2 separate regions of the Sus scrofa genome follow, and region 2 is linked to region 1. Evidence: chromatin contacts called from public Hi-C data. All regions are on one chromosome and are shown on one strand. Each heading gives the region's core, a stretch centred on a gene start, on an enhancer-like site or on the middle of the called end of the contact. The rest is flanking DNA. Distances are from core to core; before and after follow the strand shown.

Region 1 (7,856 bases), core at 3,479-5,978:
GGAAACAGAATTTCTGCATTTAATTTTTTTAGTCCTAACGATAAAAGACACTATTATTAAATATATAAACTTATTTTTTCAAATTATGAAAGTAATGTATTTCCATTTTATAGAATATTTGGAAAAATAGGTGACAGAGTGACACATCCTACCAACTAGAGATAGCTAACTGTTAATGTTTGGGTGTTTCTTCTACTCTTTTATTTTTAATAGAGAAAATACAGAAAAAGTATTGAGATGAAACCACTCTGTAAATTTTCTTATTTTTGCTTCTCTCCTTGTGTATAAGACAAGTTGAGGTAAATGATATTTATGTTTTAAACTCACTACTTGTAGAGTTAATTAAATGACTTGAAACGATGTGTTAAAACCTTATAAAATTGCCTGCCTTTTTGAATCATGGTGACAGAAAGTATACTGTCTTCAGAAATATAACATTAATCTTTAGGCATAAGATAGGATATTTAAATATTAAATTAAGAAGATAGCAAAAGAAGTTGATTAAAAATTCTGAGCTACATTCTAGATTTGTAATTTTATTTACAACCATTAGTTTGATTGCATAGTTTTTTATATGAGGCCTTAGATTTAAAATGGATCATTATTAACCACACAAGAACAAAGAATCACCACACACTCAATTTTATTACCACCACAAGATTCAAGTCACACGATGAGAAGTTGTCACAGAAATCTAGCTTCTAACTTAAAATAGTGATCAGTTTCCAAGCAAAGATAATTCAGATTTTATTAACTTGAAGCAGCTGTTGTCCATAATACACTACTTTTCTCCCCTCCTCCCTTCCCCCCGGAAATGGAAAAGGTCTTTTAAAATAAAGAATACTTGTGTTGGTTTTTTGCAAGCAGCTGGCTTCTTAGTGTTGAGCTGGATTCTGGATGTTTTCCCTGTGAAGGAGCTGGGGAATGGGGGAGAAGAAGCAGGCTTCCAAGACCCTATGCAGGGTGCCTCATTCTTATTTCCTCTGAAACAGCCCGACTGCTGTGTGTCCCACCATCATAAACCCTGCCCCGGGACCCAGAAAGTGGGGAGCAGGAGGTACAGCCATCTGTAGAAACTTGGGTGGGAGGAATAGGAGGCAGATCTGAGGAGGGACCGGGGGGTGGGGGGCAGTGGTTCTTCTTAGTTATGCATTACTCAGGTTCACTGCAGAATTGCATGCCTGGCACTTGAGTCACTGCCCACAACATTCTCCAGAGGGACCAGTGGGGAGCACCCTTGAGGCTGGGGCCAGGAGGTTCCCTAGTTCCCCAGCTGCTTCTGCAAACTGTCATGGGACCTGTGTCAGAGAGCTACCCACATCTCATTTCTTCAGGGTTATATGCTTTTGATCCCTGGCACAAAATCACGTCCAAGCCCAGTTTGTAGTCATTATCTCTTAGGATTATTTGATTAATGCCTTCTTTTCCCTATTTTGTCCACTGCTTCATCCTCAGGATCAGGCACCATCCCTGGTTGACCCGAAACCTGGCTAAATATTCATCAAAGGAAAAAGAAAAGAATTTCTGACAGAGTATTTAACCTCTCGTTGCTTAATCTAGGAATCTAGAATCTCTTGATGAGGAGTTCCTTTTGTGGCTCAGCAGGTTTGGAACTCATCTAGTATCCATGAGGATGTGGGCTGAGGATCTGACATTGCCATGAGCTGTGGTGTAGGTCTAAGACAGGCTTGGATCCTGCAATGCTGTGGCTATGGCGTAGGTGGCAGCTGTAGCTCTGATTCACCCCCTAGCCTGAGAACTTCCATATGCCATAGGTGTGGCCATAAAAAGGTAAAAAAAAAATTCTTGATGAAAATATTTATGGAAACTTCGATCTCTTTTTTTGACATAGCATTACATTTGCCAACAGGAAAAGGACAATTACAGTATTCCTTATATTTGATATTAATTATATTTAATATAATTTTATATTATTATAAAATAATACTATGTTATTTTATGTACATCTTATGTTATTAATACCTCAAACTGCTTTTGGCAAAGTCCTAAGAACTTTTATTCAAATTGTTTTCTTAAATGAAAGATATTTATAGATTATGAATGATCATTGCTTATTGTGTTGGAGATTTCCTTGGTGTTTAAGCTGTACTCAAAATTTCAAAGAGTAAAGAGTGAGTTTGTAATAATTATGTACTTTTTGAAATGAGAATTTTGAAGGTTGGAGAATTTCTCAAATCACTGATAGATTTGGGGAGCAAATTGGGCACTAGGAGCATTTTGAGTTTTCTCTTGTGAATCCTTAGCATATTTTATAATTATTCTCTTTTCACTTACTTTGCCCTCTTCAGATACTACACAGTACCCTGTATGTGTTAAGTATTGGGTAAATGTTTGAACTTACGGATGTATTTAGTTATGGATAGGACACAGAAGAAAGATATAGATCCAACCAGAAATAGTCTTGTGTTTAAGGCTGTTCTTTTTACTTTTATACATTTTAAACAACAGTTGCTTTAAATTCATAAATACAGAACCCTGGTTACAATTGCCTCCTCCTGTCATCTCTATGTATCTTGAACTTAATTCTTTACATAAAGTTTCCCCTCTACCCTGTCTGTAAGTTCACTCTTTTATCTTTCCAATGTTTAGGACGTTGAGATGTGCATTGATTCAGAGTGAAGTAATGTGGAATTAGAGGTCATCAGGCTGGAGCAAGGCTGAAGACAACCCTATTTTTCATAAGGAAAGGGGATGCCAAGGAGAACAATAGTTTTTACAAAATGTCACTAGGAAAATTTTAATTGCTTAAGATAGTTGAACTGTTTCTAAACATCCTGGAATGTAGGAATCTCCACAAATTAGAGTTCTCCCTATGGGTTTATGGATTCAGAGTTTAGCTCTGCTTTTCGATAACCACTGCAGCTGTTTTGTTGTTTTACTCTGAGAACAAAGGTGCTCCTTCCAAGAGCTTCTTCAAGGCCTCCTACTCAAAAAAATTTCTTTGTTATCTCAAGGGACATGGCTAGGTTTTAGTAACTAGTGTTTGTTCTAAGAGAATAAAGTGGTTGCTCTAAAATATTCCTTTAAAATGTCAATGATTATGGTATAATCATCTTCCTGAAAGAAAAAAAAAAATTCCTGGCTCTGATCCAAAAAATTACAACACTTTGGCCATAAATCCCTAATTGCCTCTAAAAAGCAAAAACAGACATGTTTAATTTTTCTATCCCTGTGCAACTTATCTGCTTTGTCTGGTGATTAAAGCAGGCGGCAGCCAGTTAGGCTTGTTGGAATCTGGTTCTTTGCCTGCCACTAAGGGCTTCAGCTTAGGTCTCACAACATGCTTGCCCTGCTAAACGCATCAATAGAAAACTGCTCTCCCTACCTTGTAGGAGTCTGCAAAGACTCATTCTGCTGGGAACTTACTAAGATGTTTGACAGATGTCAGGTCACTGCCTTGTCACAGTTAGTGAATATAGATAGGGAATCTGGCTTATTTACTTCTGTTATTTTATATCTTGAAGACGTTTCCAGGTTGGGATATAGAGAACTCTAGTTTTTTTAAACTACTGCATGGTATTCCATTGAAGAGCCATTTTTCTATGAATGTATGCTAAGATTGTTTATAATTTTTCCCTACTGCATACAGTGCTACAGACCATGCTTATATGAACAGGGATGATGATGATAATGGTGTTGATGACAACAATAGTAACAACAATAAGCAGACACTTAGACAGTACTTACTACGTGCCAGGAGTTGTTTTGATTTTTATCAGTGGAGTGTGTTTGTATGTATGTTTTAGTCTTCACAGCAATCATGTGGGATAAGTATGCTTATTATTCCCATTTTGTATTTGAGTAAAAAGAACTCCAATTTAGCCCTTCTAATTTGACCAAGATAACAAAGAACCAAGGTTCTTACTAGAACCTTATGATATATATAAATCCATTAGAATACATATTCTTGTTCCCTGGTTCTTTCTCCTGCCCTAAATGGTGGCCATTACTCAGACCAAAGCTTTGACCTTCTCTTCTTTAATCTCGAAGTGACATGTAATCTTTAGCTAGCAGCTCTCTGCTGGTGCCCTTCATTTGCCTCTGCATTGCATCTCCAGCTGCTGGTGGGACATTTGCATACAGTTTTAGGTCTCATGCTCCCCACCCCACTCTTTCTCACTTTTGTTTTCCTTATACCCCTCATACAGATTCTGGTCAGGATGGTTTCCCTTGTCATATATGTGCCATGCATATTTCAGCATCTGTCCTCACCCTGGCACTGCCCTCCTCATTAATCCTTGTTCTGCCAATCCTTTGCCAGAGCTGAAGAGTCTCTTCTGTGTCACCTTTGCCCCCATCCACTCTAACCTGTGTTGACATGTCTTCTTCTGTATTCTGAAATCATATCCTGGAAAGCTTCCAGATGTGAGCTGTGGAATTAGAGGGCATGGCTTAAACGCTGGCCCTAAAATACTTAGCTTTGCTGACTTTAGCTACCTCATTTGTAAAATGGGGATAATAGTCCTTCCTTCACTCATGAAGAATAAATGAAATAATGTTTTAAAGAAAGCCAGTTATCTTTGTACTACCATTTACATTCTCAAAATGCTTTCCTCTCTGCAGCTTCTACTTGAACCCTTAATTATGCTACTGTACGTATTAGTTTGGCCTCTTTGGAATATTGGCTCTCTGGTCACCTGGTCCTTCCCTGGCCCCTGGAGAGCCAGCCCACAGTGTGAGCAGGCAGTAGAGCCTGTAGTTGCTGAGAGCTGCATTGCCAAGAATGCCTGAGTCATCACACTGAGCAACTGGGCTCTGGATGACTGTGCTCTGTTTATCCATGAATAGAAACATTTACCTTAATTCTGAAGAGGTGTTTTTTAAATTCTGTATCTGAGTACCTTCAAATTCCAAACAGTTTATCAATCCTACTTCTCCCTAGAAGTGGCACCTATTTTCTCTGGACAAATATTCCCAGGCATACACTGAGATCAATCTAGTTCAAATTTGCTACATAGCACAAATAGTGATGTCTTAGCAATATATATATTTTTTTTTTTCGTTTTCGGCTGTCCTGCGGCATGTGGAGATTCCAGACCAGGAATCAGATCTAAGCTTTAATCTCAACCTAAGCTGAAGCTGCGGCAATGCCAGATCCTTAACCCACTGTGCCTGACTAGAGATTGAACCTGCATCCCAGTGTTCCCAAGATGCCGCCGGTCCTGTTGCACCACAGTGGGAACTCCAGCATTAGCTTTTTTTTAATACAATGTTTCTCCTAGTTTCTGCAAAATTCACTTGGTAAGAAATGAACTGTCCTTTTGAAAACTATCATGGACTCACAAAAACACACCTAAACCTCATCCACACTGAAGATACCTGCTCTTTATAGTTTATAGTTTTCTCTGAGAAGAAAATAGCCTAATTTTATAGGATCATGAAGAATAAATGAGATAATTGCCTAAACCTACTATCTAGCTACAGTTATTATCCTCTAAAGTTAGTCATTAAGACACTTGATGAGGGGAAAGTTCTGAGTGGTTGAGCAGTTGCTGTGGTAACTAGTACCTAATGACAGGGATAATAGTGGTTATTGGCCTAGCACTTCCTATATCCAGGGACTGTGCTGCGGTTTGTCGGTTTATAGGTAGGCACACATTGACTCCTTTCATTCCCCAAGAACTCCAAGAGGCTGTGTTTAGGTAAAGACACCAAGGTCCAGAGAAGATGAGAGACTGAGAAGGAAATCAGGAAGTGAATTGCTTCATGGGACTGAAGTGTTGCCCTTGGCAGAGATTGTCCCTGAGCTGAAGTAGGGGGGATGGTCCACATGGAAGGAGCAGCTGTGAAGGGGGGGGCCTGGGAGACTCTGGCATCAGGGCCACTGGGACAGGGATGGGGATTTAAGCTCAGCTGCTTCCTAGCCATTGGCCTTAAGTGAGTTACTAACCTCTCTGGGCCCCCGATTCCTCCCTAGTACATCATGGGAAAGATAATGGTCATTGTGCTGCTGTGAAACAAAGAATACAATAATGTACAACAATAGGGTTACTGGTCTACTGCTTCAAGGCTGTAGTACCCAGAGTCTGTTCCATTACCACTTTCAGTATTTTCTCTGCAGGCTTCTAAGATGAGAATTAGGAAAAAATAATTCTGTAAGTTCCAGTTGTAGCCAAAGGAACACTGAATAACTCTAAGAACAACTGTAACCGCAACATAACGTCCAACACAGATCATGATTTTTGCAGCAGTTGCTTTTCTTTGCCTCCTTCTTCTTTCCCTCCCTCTTCTCTCCCTCCCTCCTTCAGTATCTGTCTCTAAAAACACATACACATTTCCTTACCTAGGCGCAATAGAAGTGACATAATTAACCCTAAACTGAACATTGGCAAAACCATAATTTTGGAAAATAACTAAAAATATAATTTCTGAATAATTTGAGTGGTATTTTTTTTGTAAGAGTGATCACATCTAAAGATTTTGTGCATGCTTTTATCTTTTGCTTGCTTCCCTTAAATTTATTTTTAATCAGATATTGTATTCAAATACATCAAATTCTACAAAGAGTGACTAAAAACATCATTGTGGGCTTATTCTAATAATTTTTGACAGTTTACCATAAAATCTTGGAAGTTTTTTAAGGGATAAATACAGTGGAGGAAGCTCTCACCCAATTTCCAGCTCTGGTTAATCCCATTCCTTCCCTCCCCAGATATATAAAGACTCTTCTAAAGTTGGTTTCTGATTTGCTGTCTCTTTGTATTTTTAGTTAAAGTATGTTTAATTTACAATGTTGCCAGTTTGTATACCAAAGTGATTCAAATATATATGTTCTTTTTCAGATTATTTTATTTTATAGGTTATTACAATATATTGAGTATAGTTCCCTGGGCTATATAGTAGGTCCTTCTCGTTTACCTATTTTAGATGTAATAGTGTGTGTATGTTAATCCTAAACTCCTAATTTATTTTATATGGTACTTGTTGTGCTTCCTGGATTTGAGTGAGTGATTCCTTCCCCATGTTAGGGAAGTTTTCGGCTATTATCTCTTGAAATATTTTTTCTGTCTCCTTCTCTCTCTCTTCTCCTTTGGCACCCCTATAATATGGATGTTGGTGCGTTTCACATTGTCCCAGAGTTCTCTGAGACTCTCTTCATTTGTTTTCAATCTTTTTTCTCTTTTCTGTTCTGCATCCGTAATTTCCACTAATCTGTCCTCCACCTCGCTTATTCGTTCTTCTGCCTCCTGTATTCTGCTGTTAGCTGCTTCTAGCGAATTTTTTATTTCAGTTATTGTATTTTGCATCTCTTCTTGTTTAAGTTTTATATCTTGTATCTCTTTGTTCACTGTTTCCTGTAAGTTATCCATCTTTGCCTCCAGTTTATTTCCAATGTCTTGCATCATCTTCAGCATCAACAATCTAAAGTCTTTTTCCTGGAGTCTGAGAATCTCCTCATGGCTTAGCTGTTTTTCTGGGGTTTTTCCTTTCTCCCTCATCTGAGTTATAGTCCTCTGTCTTTACATTTTTATAGGTTTTTGGTGTGGTGACCTTCTTACAGATAATAGAGTTGTAGCCTCTCTTACTTCTGATGTCTGCCCCCCTTGTGGCTGAAGTCAGTATGGGGGCTTGCTGTAGGCTTCCTGATGGGAGGGGCTGATGCCTGCCCACTGGTAGAAGGAGCTGATTCTACTCCCTCTGTGGGTGGGGCTTAGTCTCTGGATGGGATTAGAGGCAGCTGTGTGCCTGAGGGGGTCTTTAGACAGCCTGTTTACTGAGGGGTGGGGCTGTGATCCCACCTGGATTGTTGTTTGGCCTGGGGCTTCTCAGCACTGACTGACGGGTAGGGCCAGATTTTCCCAAAAATGGCCACCTCCAGAGAAAGGCACTGCTGC
Region 2 (7,856 bases), core at 3,177-5,676, 270 kb before region 1:
AATCCTGAGGGTTCCTACCTTAAAAAATTGCCTTGGATTTTCAAATATGCATTCCTCTGCTTGTTTTTCTTTTTCTGGCCTCTTCCTCCAGCTCATTTACACTGGCTAATTCTTACTTGTATTTAAGATGCAAATGTGTTTTTTTATAATTTATTTTATTGAAGTATAATTGATTTACAATGTTATACTAATTTCTGCTGTACAACAAAGTGACTCAGTTTTATAGATATATACATATCCCTTTTCATATTCTTTTCCATGGTGGTTTATCTCAGGATATTGAATCTTGTTCCCTGTGCTATACAGTAGCGCTTTGTTGTTTATCCATTCTATATATACTACTTTGTGTCTGCTAATCCCAAATTGCCAGTCTATCTCTCTTCTACCCTCCTTCCTCCTTGGCAACCACAATCTGTTTTCTATGTCTGTGAGTATGTTTCTATTTCCTAGATAAGTTCATTTGTGTCCTATTTTAGATTCCACATATAAGTAATATCATATGGTATTTGTCTTTCTCTTTATAACTTACTTCACTTAGTATGATTATCTCTATATCCTTCTGTGTTGGTGCAAAGGGCATGATTTCATTCTTTTTTATGGCTGAGTAATATTCCATTATATGTAATATATTCCATTATATGCCATGACTTCTTTATCCATTCATTTGTCGATTGATATTTAGATTGTTTCCATGTCTTGGCTACTGTGAATAGTGCTGCTATGAACACTGGGGTGCATATATCTTTTTCAAATTATAGTTTTCTCCAGATAGATGCTCAGGAATGGGATCGCTGAATTTGCAACTCTATTTTTAATTTTTTGAGGAACTTCCATACTATGTTCTGTAGTAGCTGCACCACTCTACATTCCCACTGACAGTGTAGGATGGTTCCCTTTTCTCTACACTGTCTCCAGTATTTGTAGATTTTTTAATGATGGTCATGATGGTCATTCGGAATGGTGTGAGGTAGTACCTCATTGAAGTTTTGATTTGCATTTCCCTAATAATTAGTGATGTTGAGTATCTTTCCATGTGCCGCTGGCCCTCTGTATGTCTTTAAATGTAAATGTGAATTTGGCTTCCTCTAGGAAGGCAGTGAGTGCTGTGCACTGATGACACCACATTCATGTCTTTTCCACATCACAGTGGGATTCATCTGGATACCTGGTTTCACACAGTAGAAAGTGACTCAGTCTGGACAAAAAGAAAAGTAACTTTCAAAAGAATGAGGCCTTCAGCATCACTGGGAAAGCTGGAGAAGGTGGCTTAGAGCAGGCAGTAGGGAAAAGATAGTGAAAACCATGATTTGGAGAGATTTTGGTGGTAAAATCCTACCCCCAGCACAGCCACCATCAGAGAAATAATATGCCCTGTCCCATCCTTGAGACACTAGAACATATGCAAAGTCTAGCAAGGTTTGTCTGATTGGCACAACTTATTTCACATGCCTATGACACAGCTTCAAGGAATGCCAGGAAAAAATACCCAGTTTCTTCAACTTTTACACCTGGAAGAGGTCTTCACTCCATCTCGATAAAACGCTTCTCAGTATAGAAATCAAGTAAAGTGCTAAGTGGCTAAAATAAATTGCAGGTGTTAAACACTCCGTGTTTCCTTGTTTACTCCTCTGCCTTTCCCAAAAGGCAGCAATATCAGTGAGGCCAGGAACTGTATCAGTCTTGTGAACCATTTTATTATGCACTCAGCACAACCCCTAACACAGAGGAGGCCCTTAGTTGAACACTGTTGAATAAATGAAAAACAAATATAATAGTTATAAAATGTTTAACTTTGTACCTGGCCCACAGTAAGAGTTCTTAAAAAATATACAGTATATACAAAATGGGCCAATGGATCAATTATCATTTATGAATATATTTTGTGTACCTAGCAATATATAAAATAGTTTATGTCCAATAATGTTTGTTGAGTGAATATGTAGATCAGTGAATCAAATGGATGAGTGTCAATGTAATTCATTTCTAGTAAGATTTATCCAAGGAGCTGCTTAGAGCACAGACTGATTAGATGCTAGAAGGTTGAACAATGACCCACTGGGGCAGCTGGATCCTGGAGGGGAAAGGTCACATGATGAACTTTCAACCATCGGTCACTCAAAGTCCATTGAAGCTCATATATGTATAAACAATCTGGCCCTGAACCAATGTAGAAATTCTTCTTTTCCTTTCTTCATCTACTTTACAAGGCTCATATAGCTTCCCTTATTCCCAGCTGCCTGAACATGTAGGGACAGAGGGGTATGCAGTGTGATTCTTCATAGAAAATCACCAGCTGTAGATTATATCCCATTTCAGAGAGTCCAACTCAGAATATCTCATGCCCCATATGGTCTCTTGGGCACTTATGATTGATCAAGATGACAGTATGAGTCCTGCTTGTTGGCAAATAGTATTGATTAATCCACCCCCATTGATTATAACTGGAATTTACTTTAAGATTTCTTTAGATTGAGAGGATCTGACTCTGCACTACCACCAAATCCCATAGTTTGGCCCAGCTGTATATGTATCTTCAGGTGCAACCTTCAACACTGATCTAGAAATAGATGGGATGTAGAAAAGAAGAGACTCTCTACCTGGTTGGGGGTCCATGATTATGTGTCATCCCATCAGGAGATAGATCACAAACCAAAGAAAAGCCAATTAAAACTATTGTCAAATTTTAGTAAGCAGTCAGCTACATGAGGAGGAGGAGTTGTATTTATTTGCAAAAAATAAAAATAAAGGAAATTTTGAAGTATATCTACTGTTTTTATTCAAATTTAGAATAATTTTGAAACTATTTTTAATGCGTAGAGTTAGGTAATAACAAATTAAAAGAATAAGTAACATCATCCATCCATCTTGAATTTTTTTTTAAGCTTTGTAATACCAGTTAACTGTGAATGATGACCAGTAGATGGCAGCATTACCTCCACCATGTTGATCTTCAGCTACCAAACTCTGAGGCTATCTTTTGAAAATTAACAGTCACAAGTTGCTTCCCAGCTGCCCAACTTGTTGGCTGTTTTAACCTCTCTTTTATGAAACACTCCTGTTAAAAGCAATCCATTTAGCCAATACGTCCTTTAAACATGTGCGCAATGCTGAAGATGCACAAACACCATGCCAACCTGCCATTTTCCTTTTTTCTTTTTACGGCTTTTATATAAGCAAGTCTTTGTATGTCTTACTGTATAAAAACAATTAACTGTTCTGTAAAATGTTGCTTCTGTCCATCTCATTTATATAACCACTTACATGCATATTTACTAAGTACCAAAGCACTGCCAATGGAAACAGAAAGAACGGGGGATTTATTTTAAACAAATTTTGGTTCAGAGCGTGGCTCCATCCCTTAACTCCTCTGAGACACATTTTGTTTTTGTCTTATTTCTGTTAATGTATCTAGAGACGAAATTACTAGAGTTAGTAATATCAGCCTGATAGGATCATTATCAGAAGTGTATGCAATAGTTGAGTCCCCTAAATGTTGACTGAGCTCCTGCTATGTACCAGGCATTGTGTCAAGCCCAGGGAATGAGCACTACATTGACTTTATCCTGAAGAAGTTCATAGTCTATGGCTGTGCTGTCCAATATGGCATTGTCTAACCATGGGCAGCTATTTATATTTATATTAAGTAAAATTATGTAAGATTAAAACTTCAGTTCCTGGAGTGCACTGGCCACATTTTAAGTGCTTGATAGCCTTATGTGACTAGTAGGTATACCATATCATGTAATGTACATAGAGAGCATTTCTACCTTATAGAAATTTCTGTTGGACAACATGGGTCTGGAAAGTTAAATAGACTTATAGAAGTTTATAATCCGTTTCAAAAGTGCTTTCACAAATCAATATGAGAATAGGGAGGTAAAACAAACAAATTGAAAAGAGCAATGAACTCTTTGCAGTGGTGGCCAAGAAGATTTAGAGGGACAGATCATTTTAATGGAAGCCTCGACACAAAAGATGATATTCAAGGAGTCATCCATTTCAGGAAGGAGAAAGGCCTCTGAAGAGTCCCATCATGTGCAAGTCTTTAAGGAAGACAACACACCACACAAGTTATGCTCAGGGAACTGGAGCTGCTTCCGGGGAAGCAGAAAAACTGAGGGGCAAGGAAGGTTAATGGAAGAGATGAAACTAAGGAGAGAAAATCCCCTGTTAGATTCTGAGTGTGAGAGCAAATGCTCAGGACGGCTTAGCTTTTTCTTTCCCAGTGGAAGAGAACTAGTGGGGACCTTCCCCTTAACGGCTGAGCTCAGAGAGAGAGCAGAGAAAGGGAGCGAATCCTGGCAGATTCTTTCCATAACTACGTCCCAGTGGAAAATAAAACTAACCCCTTCCAGCCTGGACAGTACCTCCCAGAACAAGGCTGTTTTGCTCGCACCGTCCTCAGACTGTGAGAACAACCCATCAGCCGTGTCACCAGTAACACAGCTGCCCCATCAGCCCGCGGATGCACATTCCCCCATAATGAGCAAGGGATCCCTTCTGCCAAGGTTAAAACATATTCAAGCCTCATGCGTCCCGAGCTTTGAACCAATCTCCAACTTTTTGTGGTTACAGTTCATAGCTGGCTGGCAAAATGTGACTTCCTGGTTCTAAGATAAAAGACTTGGGGGTGGGGAGGGAGGTGGGAGCAGAGAGAAGACTTTAAAAAATAAAACTTACTTGACATCTAATGGCTCTTGCAAAACACCACTTTAATGAACAAAGCTCGGTTGCATCCTACTCTTTCTGATTACATTTCTGAAAATGCAGTCTTTTAAAATTTCAAGAGAAGGAGATCTGGTGGAAATATTTTAGGGGTTTCTTTAGCCTTTAGACATTTTAGGAAAGAGTGAAGGGTGGTGCTGATTCGCGGCTCTCAGCTGGGAGTAAAGGGCCTCATTTCAGGAGAAGAGAGAAAGAAGGAGGAAAGGAAAAGCTCTCTCGTAATAGATGTTCCAAAACTCATCGGTCTTTCCTAAGAGATGAGGTGGGGATGGTGGGGGAGGGACCAGCTGAGCTCTTCATAAGGTTTTATTTAAGCTTGAATAGAGATAATCAGCCCTGCTGTTTATTTCCATACCAAATGCTCCGGGGCCAGAGCTCTGTCACATTCCTAACCCACATCATTTTAGCAGCAGTCTTTTTGGAATAGAAAACGTACCCAAGACACTTCCTCGTAAAGAGTTACGAAGAGAATCCACAAGAGCCCAGCTGGATTTTCATAAGCAAAATGGCTCTCCCTCTCCTTCCCAGGTGGCCAATTACTCCTGTGACAACACCTCATACTTTCCATGTGAGAATGCCCTAGCCAAGCTAAAGGCTCTCCCAGTTGATACTTCATTTCTATCTCTTTATCATCCCAATTAGGAAGCTGAAAGAAGGGCACAGGCGCCAGGGGTCAACCGCAAACACTTGCTTTAGCACTGATGAGACAACTGGCACAGTTTTGAAAAGTGGGGGGTTTTGGCTTTAAAACAACACACTTTAGAGTCTGAACATGGACGTAGGGCTTGACACTCCCGGTAGCCTCCACTTCCTCATCTGTAAAAGGTTAAAAGGTGAGATTGCATCCTTTGATTGTTTACCTCACAGGGTCTTTTTTTTTTTTTTTTTTTTTTTGGTTTTTAGGGCTGCACCCACCGCATATGGTAGTTCCCAGGCTAGGGGTCAAATCCGAGATGCAGCACAGTCACAGTAACTCAAGGTCCAAGCCACATCTGCAACCTCCACCACAGCTCACAGCAATGCTGGATCCTTAATCCACTGAACAAGGCTAAGCACTGAATCCGAATCGTCATGGATACTAGTTGAAGTTGTTTTCGTTGCACCATGACGGGAACTCCTCACAGGGTCAATTTTGAAGTTATATGAGCTATGTCACTTGAGTGCCTCATAAAGAGCTTGACACACACACACAGCACATGACTAAGGGTAGTTAGGGCCTTTGCCATTATGATGTCACAAAAACTGATTAGGGTATCACAGAGCCTGAAGGATAGTCACTGTCCTTTTACCAAGGGGTTTATTTTCACTTTCCTTAAGAATGAATGATGTAACCAGCCCCTCATTTTTTTTTGTTGTTGTGAAAAAAAAAAAAAAAAAAACATTTACCATGAGTTTTTCCTTCCGAACCCATTTTAAAGTGTACAATACAGTATTGTCAACTATCGGCACAATGCAGTTCTTTAGAACTCCACCACCTTGCATAACTGAAACTTTACACCAGTGAGTTGCAACTCTCCACTTCCCGTCTGCCTGGCTCCAGGAAACCACCATTCTACTCTCTGCATTCTATTATTTTATATGCCCCTTACAAGTGGTATCATGCCACATTTTTCCCTATGTGATTAACTTTTTCACTGAGCATAATATCCTGAAGTTTAAGCCATGCTGTTGGATATGGAAGGATAGTCTTCTTTTTTAAGGTTGGGTAATATTCTATTGTATCTGTAATACACATTCTTTATCCATTCATGCACCAAAAGACACTTAGGTTGTATCTACGTTTTGTGAATAATGCCTCAGCAAACATAAGAATACAAATCTCTCTTCAAGATCCTGCTTTCTATTATGTTTTTAAAATTTTTTCATTAATGTATAGTTGATTTACAATGTTCCTTAAATTTCTGCTGTATAGCAAAATTGACCCAGTTATATACATATATATTTTTTTCCTCTCTTTTTTTCCCATACTATCTTCCATCATGTTCTAACCCAAGAGATTGGACATTGTTCCCTGTGTTGTACAGTAGGACCCCATTGCTTATCTCTTCCAAATATAATAGTTTACATCTACCGACCCTAAACTCCCCAAACATCCCTCTCCCTTTCTCCTGCCCCCTGGCAATCACAAGTCTACTCTCCATGTCTATTCTTTTGGACATATACCCAGTAGTGGGATTACTAGATTGTATGGTAGTTTTATTTTTAACTTTTTGAGGAATCTCCATACTGTTTTCCACACTGGCTCCACCATCTGACATTCTCATTAATAACATGCCAGAGCTTCAATTTCTCCATATCCTTGCTAACACTTGTTATCTTTTCTTTTTGTTTTATAAGTCAACCTAACAGGTGTGAGGTGATATCTCCTAGTGTCTTGGACGATTAATGATGTTGCTCACCTTTTCAAATGTATATATTGGCCATCTGTATGTCTTCTTTGGAGAAATGTCAATTCAAGTCTTTGTTTTTTTAATCAGGTTATCATTTTTTTGCTAATGAGTTCTTTGAATTACTTATATGTTTTGGGTATTAACTCATCATCAGATAGAGTTTGAAAATCCTATAGGTTGGCTTTATACTGTTAACTGTTTCCTTTGCCTTTTCACTTTGTTAATTATTTCCGCCAAAGTTTTTAGTTGTATGTGGTCCCACTTGTCTATTTTTGCTTTTGTTGCTTGTGATTTTGGTGTCATGTCTAAGAAATTATTGCCAAGATTGATATCATGAAGCTTATCCCCTATGTTTTCTTCTGGTAGTTTCACAGTTCCAAGTTATATATTTAAATCTTTTATCCATGTTTAGTTGACTTTTGGGTATAGTGTAAGATAAGGGTCAAATTTCATTCTTTTCTTGGGGATATCCAGTTTTCTCAACATTATTTGTTAAAGATAATCCATCTCCAAATTTCATCTCTCAATATCTTGCCATTGAGGAAAAGGGCAAGCTTGTCCTCACTGACATCAACCTCAGGGCTGAAAACTTTGGCTTACAGCTTCCCTTTATTAGCCTAGAATCATTCATCAAACCTTTCTTAAACTTATTTTCAACTTCTATTACCTCAGGGGATCATTCCATAACTGTGTTATCCGGCAAGGAATGTGGGCTTCTTTCATAGAATCAAAGCAGTTTTC

The links. A called contact is a pair of places that touch in the nucleus more often than the background predicts.
Region 2: a contact with region 1 is called in a Hi-C map of embryonic fibroblasts, with 3 times the contacts expected there. The contact joins two enhancer-like sites. A contact is called at or near these places in 1 of 5 promoter capture datasets (liver), 15 of 47 Hi-C or Micro-C datasets (adipocytes, embryonic fibroblasts, epiblast stem cells and 7 more) and 1 of 2 datasets of contacts at active chromatin or transcription factors (skeletal muscle).

The regions. Positions count from the first base shown.
Region 1 is chr13:54,826,438-54,834,293 of Sscrofa11.1, reverse strand. The region is part of intron 3 of PDZRN3 (E3 ubiquitin-protein ligase PDZRN3); the gene reads left to right. Among named protein-coding and RNA genes, the nearest start is that of PDZRN3, 74 kb to the left of the region's middle. Within about 2 kb of position 4,728, at least 4 of the 83 cell types and tissues checked have an H3K27ac peak or open chromatin away from gene starts, as enhancers often do. A contact at or near this core is called in embryonic fibroblasts, where this site is marked.
Region 2 is chr13:55,095,826-55,103,681 of Sscrofa11.1, reverse strand. No RefSeq gene overlaps it. Among named protein-coding and RNA genes, the nearest start is that of PDZRN3, 200 kb to the right of the region's middle. Within about 2 kb of position 4,426, at least 19 of the 83 cell types and tissues checked have an H3K27ac peak or open chromatin away from gene starts, as enhancers often do. A contact at or near this core is called in embryonic fibroblasts, where this site is marked.